Regions from separate parts of the Oryctolagus cuniculus genome. Here region 1 is linked to region 2. A link is a contact called in public Hi-C data. All regions are on one chromosome and are shown on one strand. The core of a region is the stretch at or near the end of the contact, and the rest is flanking DNA. Distances in the headings are between cores, read along the strand shown. Region 1 overlaps BBX (BBX high mobility group box domain containing). Region 2 has its middle 71 kb from the start of CCDC54.

Region 1 (3,687 bases), core at 287-2,786, 150 kb before region 2:
GTCAACATTAATGCCTCATAAGTGAAACTCTATTTTCTCATTAAAAAAGCACAATGCATAAAAGTCTCCTCTTACTACATTAATCTTTCATAATTTTCTATACCTGAAATTTGTCTCTATAACTAACATCAAATGATTAAAATGAACTAGACTCAAATAACTACCTATATAATATCATAAGTAACTCAACTTTTACATAAATGATTATTTGGTTTTTAAAACCTGTTGTGCTGATTTAAAATGAGCTTTTCAAATACAATCCAAAGTTATGCAAAAAAAAATCTATGAAATAATTAACAAAAATAATGCAGAGCTTGTCAACTTATGTTCCTAATACTAGATTTAAAGATTTATAGAAAAATGAGAGTGAAACTAAAGATACTTAATCTATCATAGGTACTTTCTTAATGTCCCACAAGGCAGTTAAGAGCACAAGTAACAGAAATGGGGGATGGGGGGAGGTACCAAACTGGGGAGGAACAAACATTATAAACAGGGAGGATTAAATCCCTTAAACTTCTTCTCTCTGGTAATAAAAGAGGCACCCTCAACATAGGTTAAGTGTCTACATAAAAAGAAGCATAAAGAAATCTGTTGGGATGGGAGGGACTGCAGAGCATCCATCAGCATTTGTTTGAATGTATCTGGCAGGCTCTCAGGAGTTACACTTAAATAATGTGACCCTTCCAGACAGGACAATAAGGAGACAGATTAGACCCTTCACGGAATGATTCATCCTTGCACACATGACAAGAGGGGATCCAATGTAAAGCTTGCACCCCCTGTGTTTGCTCAAGCGTCTGGGCAGTTCTTTCTGTGGCCCTGTAGCCAGCTACTGGGTGTAAGGCAGCTACAGTCAGGGCACAAGTCACTAACGGAGGCTCCAGACCCAGCGATAAAACATGCAACTGCTCAGGCAGGCTCCAACAGCAGCACTCGCTTTTCTCTTCCTGCCTGAGCAGAGGACAAATCCCAGCTCAGGGCTAGCGCAGGTGCTTCCTCACCTCTCGACAGCACCAGTCATCTGACTTAGATTTTCAAGAAAAAATTAAACATAAGCAGTATAATGAAACAACGAAAAGCAGATTTTAAGAGCAAAGGAGCTCATCTCAGCAACTCTCGATGAGACACGGTGTGAAAGTGAGAAAAGGGACGTGTGCATTCTACACATACCCTCTACTCAGCCTACATAATCCCTCCCCCCGACGCTGTAATGGACTGGAGTATAAAACAAGAGGGTCCCTCGGGGGTCCATGGAATTTACACATCAGCTACAAAATCGTTGGGGGGGGGGGCAATATGTAATCAACAATTTTTCTTAATATCTCAAAAGCCTCGGAACTAGTCCACCCCAATCAGGTAGCTGCCTCCAGCAAATGCCTCCTTCCACTCTGGCAACCTGCTACCTTCCTGTGTTTCATGGGCAGGTGAAGTATCACAAGCAAGGGACAAGCCCCCACGCTCCATGACCCCGGGAACAGGAGGGACTTCTCTCCGGTGCTCACTGTCAATCTCTGGACTGGCTTCTGCAGAGGAGGAAGCACCTCCCTTTCCAGCCCGGTGAGCTGTGCTTCTCCCTCCTTCCTGCAGATGGAGCCAGGCGGAGACAGAGCCTGCTCTTGGGCAAATGAGCCCCTCTGCTCTCTAAGCAGACAGGAAAATGAAGGCTCAGAAAGCCCCGTGCTTCTGGAAAATAAGAAGCAAGAGAAATGTGATGCTATTATTTTTAAAACACTATAAAATTCTAATCTGGCCACTAGTTGGTGATACTTTTTGTACTCACAGAACCTAAAGAGAAATGGGTTTCTAGTAACTTCGACCATTGACAAACGAAGTTTAAGCTCCACCCTTTCTTCCAGAGTCAAGCCTGTGCCCCCACTGCCTAGGAGGCAGGGTGGTAAAATGTCCTCTCCTGAATGAATTTATATTCAAGTTGCTTGCCGTCTGTAGCTCCTCGCTGTTGCCTGGAAACAGGAAACCCTTCCCACCTACATGCTTCCTGACTGCTCCCCCCATGTCTCCCTCTCAACAGTGTATGAGTGTACCTGGCCAGGCTTCTAGATGCTGTTTATCTTAAAGAAGTGCTGATTCTTTAAAACAGAGCAAGAATTTTGTCATTTAACTCTTCAGAGAGGACACTGAGTAGCCAAACAAATTAGTACTGAAAAACTTGAATTGCTAGCCAGGAGAGGAAAAGTGTGTGTGTGTCTGTGTGTGTGTGTGTGTGTGCATCCTTTACCTAAAAACATTTTCAAAATACATTAAAACAAATGTGTAATAAAAACATAAAAATGTTATTAATATTTTTCACCTACTTCTTTACCTCACTGATGTTTCTTTGAAAACTCTACTTTATTGGGTAAGGGTAAGGGACAATGCTATTCAACCATCACCCTGGTGTCCCCTTATTTTAACACCCACATCACATCAATTGCTAAGTCTTTAGGGTGTCTAGATATCTACTGTTCACTCATTTCCTATTTCTTTTCCACTCCATTTACTATCACTGAACATCCTGCATTAATTTTCATTTAAACTTATTACAGTAATAAGAACCACTATTTATTTATTTTTAGTTACTGAGAGAATACCCTGGGCTAAGACATACAGAAGCCATATACATATTTTATTTCACTATTTGTTATTCCATTATTTCTTACTCCCAGCAGTCAATGAGGCAGGTACTATGATCGCCCCACTTAGATTTACCAAGTTTAACTGACTTGCCCAAAGTCATACAGCCTTAATGTAAACCTCAAATCCCTCTTCTGGGAAGACAGCAGCAGAATATCGTTACATATTTGGTGTCCCCTTCTGTTTCTACCACTGTTTCCTTTAGGAATGCTCTTTTGACACATTGAACATGTGGGTTTACTCTCTAGCTAGGTGAATTATGCTGTGCTCCACACTCAGCCAAAAGACCTACGTCCACTCCTTCCTCTTCAAAGAGCACGTATGTTAGGGATCCATTTTAGTGTTTTTATTACTAAGATTTATAGCTACAAATTTTATTCACCTCTCAGAGATACAGTAAAACATGTTTAATTGTTGGTTTTTTGTGTGTTTATGTGATTCTTAGGTTCTTTATTTTTAAGTGTGAAACCATTCTAATAGGGTACCATATTCTTTTGGCTTAATGTTTATAAAGATCTTTGGGAGATGGGCCGGCACTGTGGCGTAATGGGTAAAGCCGCTGCCTGCAATGCCGACATCCCATATGAGCACCGGTTTGAGTCCGGCTGCTCACTTCCAATCCAGCTCTCTGCTATGGCCTGGGAAAGCAGTAGAAGATGGCCCCTGCACCCGCGTAGGAGACCAGGAAGAAGCTCCTGGCTCCTGGCTTTGGATGGGTGCAGCTCCGGTCGTTGTGGCCATCTCGGGAGTGAACCAGTGAATGAGGACCTCTCTCTCTCTCTCTCTCTCTCTCTCTGATTCTCCTTCTCTGTGTAACTCTGACTTTCAAGTAAAAATATTCTTTAAAAAAATAAAAAGATCTTTGGGAGAAAAGAAGTTAATAGTTTTGGTCAGCTCTTTGTAGTCAAAAAAACAACTGCTAATGCTAAAACAAAAACCTGTAACAACAAGATAAAAATAACTGGATAGTTTAATTGATCAAACAGTGGATCCTTAAAATTTTGACTTATACCCCAAAAATACATAATTGTCAAAAGTAAATACACGTTCAAT
Region 2 (3,557 bases), core at 39-2,538:
AACCATAATTAAGTGATAAAATTCCCTTGGAGTAGGGGGCTCAAGAGAAGCATGCAAGGAATGTGAGGGGCTCTGTTGGCGGGCTTGTCGTAGCGGCAGCGTGATACATATGGCTATCACCTAGGTGCGCATCTCCATTTTATCTTCCAAGATGCCGTGGGATTATCTAAGTCACTATCATTACAGTCGATTTCGAATCACAAACAAAGAGGCCACTCTTCCATTTTCCGTGCTGTTGTCCAAGCAGAAAACAGGACCTTAACTTTTAACAAGCAGGAAAATCGGGGCAAAAAAAAAAAAAAAAAAAAAAAAAACACCGCGAACTTGGATTTCCCCTTAACCGGCTCAAGACAATCCATGCACACTTAAGTGTTTGTTTTCTTTGGGGGAGGGGTGTGGTCCCTCGCCGAAGAGCGTGTGGCTCTTTTCCGTGAGAGGAGTTACCAGTGTAGTCTCGGGGGGGGGGGGGGGGGGACCGCCTGGGAATCCGCGGAGGTGTCCTCCTAGAAAGATTGCCGCGAGGGGAGGAGCCCTGATTGTCCTGGAAGAAAAGCATGGCCCCATCCGGGAAGTCGCAGCTTGCCGTTAGGCTGGAGCTGGCGGCTCCGGGTCCTGGAGGTGGCAGACGCCGGCACAGCCGGCCTCGTAGCTGGGCCCTGCGCGCCCGGGAGACGGCTCAGAGTCTGCACAGCCGGGCGGGCATCTGTGGGCTCCGCCTCGCTGCGCGGCACGTGGGGTCGCCGCTGAACCCGAGCAGGACTCAGCCCTGCCTTGGGTGGGCTCCTGCGCCGGCAGTCCAGGGCCCCCGCGGGGCGCGGCAGCCCCTCCCCCCGGAGCCCGCGCTTCCGCCCGAGACCCGGCGGCGGCCGTGACCGTGGCCGCGCCGCGCCTTCCGCCTCCTGGCTGCCGCCGTCCGCCCGCCCGCCCGCGCCCTTGTGCGCCGCGCCCAGAGGCCGCGGGAAAGCGGAGCGCCTCAGCCAGGGGCCCTCCGCCCTGTGACGGAGACTCCGAGCGGGACGCTAAGGAGGGGCTGGGCAGCCCCGCGTTTCGTTCCCGCTGCGGGGAGCCTCTTGGGGCACCTGCGACCGCCCCGGAGCGGGGACTTGGCCGGGCCATGGCCGGCGAGTGCCGCCACGGCTGGGCTGGAAGGAGGAACGGAGGCAGCGAAGACTCCAGCGACACTGGAGGGCAGCCTCTCGGCGCGGAGGTCGGGGACCGAGTGGATCCGGGTCTCCGGCTGCCCCTGGCAGATTAAGGGCGCCGACCCTCGCGCCGAGAGCGCGAACTGGGAGCTTTGAGTTGCGCCCCCGAGGACGCCCCGCCACCGAGCCCGCGCTACAAACACTGTGGCCTGGAAGCCTGTCCTACCGCTGTCCTCCTCGTCCCTCTTCCACTCGCCCTCCTTCGCCCACCTCTTAACCTTCTTCCCACAAGCGCGAGGCAAATATGGACGTGAGGGAACAAGTTAGGGTACAGCCGAGTGTGTGTGCGGCGCGTGTGCCGGGAGGAGGGTGGAAATGCGGTGGGGGAGAATAATGACAATACAGGAGAGAGAGCGGCGTGCGGAACCAGCACCCGCGCGCTCGGTGTTCCTGGCAGTTTGGCGGAGTCCTCGGAGGGAACTGCACACCGACAGGCATCAGCGGAAGCGCCGTACCCGGGCGCTTCCCTCTCAGTATTTGTTTTACTTTCCCGAAGCATGCGCCTCTGGCCAGCGAAAGGACCGGCGGAACCGCAGCGTTCCTGGACAAAGCTGAGGCTGGCTTCTCGGTGCGGGGTAGGGGGCGGCCTCAGCTCTTCGGCCGAGCTCCGTGGACTCGTGTCCTAGGAGCGGCCAGGAGCCTCAGGGGCTTGGGCAAACACCATGCTGTGCGCCCCTGAACGCCTCGTGCCGGCGGGGGGCAACCGATTTCCCTCCGCCTGCCGACTTGGGAGGGCGAAAACCTAAATCGAAGCGGGACTGCGTCTCGGACACCCCCCACCAACGCCCACCTCCTCTCCCTCAGCGTTCCCTGCAGCCGCCGGCAGCCGCGCTTTCACTTGCTAACAGCTGCACCCACCGGAGGCGGCCGGCGCTGCGGAAGGCAGGCTCTCAGAGTTCTCCCCGGCTGCTGCGGAGTCCTGGAAGATTCTATTATTCCAGGCCTCCTGCAGTGGATTCTAAACCCGGGTCGGGTGCGTGTTCTCACAGCCGACAGGGGGCAGCAGATGCGCTACGATGCCTCGGCAGTGTGCAGGCAGAGCGCCCTGCTGTCTCCTGGGAATCCGGCGTGGAAGGCAGCACCTAGCGCCTCTGCGTCCTCCGCGCAGCTGCCAGCCTGCGGCCTCTGTCCCTGGGCGTCCCCGGGCTCTCCTTGCGCAAGGCCTGGGCGATGCCATCTGTGCTCCAAGCCGTACACGGAGCGTGCAGTATACATAAATAAGATGTGTGGAAATGCGACGATCGATAGCACGCACATCCACTTGAAAGTGCTTCACAGAATCCACTGGAGTTTTTGATCATTAAGTTTTCTCCATCGATACACAATTTAAAAGTACGGCTACATTTGCATGATGGTGGTGGTGGGGTGCTTGTTAAATTAGTCTGAATTGTCAAGGAGCTTCTCCCATCAGAAGAAGTTGGGAACTACTGATCCATGGAATCGTTTGATTACTGTAAAGACTGGCGGAAGGGAAACTGGGAGGACTCGGCGGGTTTCTGCCAGGGCGTGTGTGTGTCTGTGTGTGTGTCTGTGTGTGTGTCTGTGTGTGTGTGCGCGCGCGACAGCACCAGGAGGAGTCGGATGTGTGTGTGTGTGTGTGTGTGTGTGTGTGTGCGTGTTTGTGTGTGTGTGCGCGCGCGCGCCAGCACCGGGAGGCGTCGGTTGGGATTGGCCCGGAGCTGGAAAGATTCGTAAAGGGCTGGCTGCGTTTTCCTGAAAACCTACCTCGGAGAGCCGCCGCGCTCCAGTCATCAGAACTATGAGGGAGGCAGCGTGTCTCTTCAGTTCCACGCGCCCTCAGAAAGGAACCCAAAAGTGGATCCCGTGGCAGCTGAAAGTATACCGGCGGCTACCTGGCGCTGGGGAGGGGAAGGGATGGATGAACAGGCTCTGAAGTGTAGCTAGAGAGGAGTAAGACGTTTTGGGGCTCGGCTGTGCGTTAGAGTGACTACGGAACATGTACTGTATATTTCTCTATCAAAATGTAGAACTAGAAATTGGGGTTTGCGGGGTGTTTTGTAAAGAAATGTTAAATGCTTGAGCAGATAGATACACTTACCCTGATTGGACATTCCACAGTTTATATTATGTGTGGCAACATCACTTGGTATCCCGTACCTATGTACAATTTTTAGGGATGTTAAGAATTTTTTAAAGAATGAAATTAAAAAAAAACTTTAATGAAGTGCTTTTTTCTTGAAGAAAATAAAAATGTAAAAAAATGTAAAAATTTTGAGATTGGCTATTACAATGATCTTTAATTAGCTTTTTAAACTGATAAAAATTGTCTAATGAAAAAATATGTAATAGCAGCAAGTTTATGCCCTTACTGTATACATCTCATGTGCAATTAAA

Evidence for each region. A called contact is a pair of places that touch in the nucleus more often than the background predicts.
Region 1: a contact with region 2 is called in a Hi-C map of an unstated tissue, with 2.3 times the contacts expected there. The contact joins two enhancer-like sites. A contact is called at or near these places in 2 of 6 Hi-C or Micro-C datasets (ear pinna and an unstated tissue).

The regions. Positions count from the first base shown.
Region 1 is chr4:62,772,105-62,775,791 of mOryCun1.1, reverse strand. The region is part of intron 1 of BBX (BBX high mobility group box domain containing); the gene reads right to left. Among named protein-coding and RNA genes, the nearest start is that of BBX, 59 kb to the right of the region's middle. Within about 2 kb of position 1,536, at least 1 of the 8 cell types and tissues checked has an H3K27ac peak or open chromatin away from gene starts, as enhancers often do.
Region 2 is chr4:62,617,477-62,621,033 of mOryCun1.1, reverse strand. No RefSeq gene overlaps it. Among named protein-coding and RNA genes, the nearest start is that of CCDC54, 71 kb to the right of the region's middle. Within about 2 kb of position 1,288, at least 3 of the 8 cell types and tissues checked have an H3K27ac peak or open chromatin away from gene starts, as enhancers often do.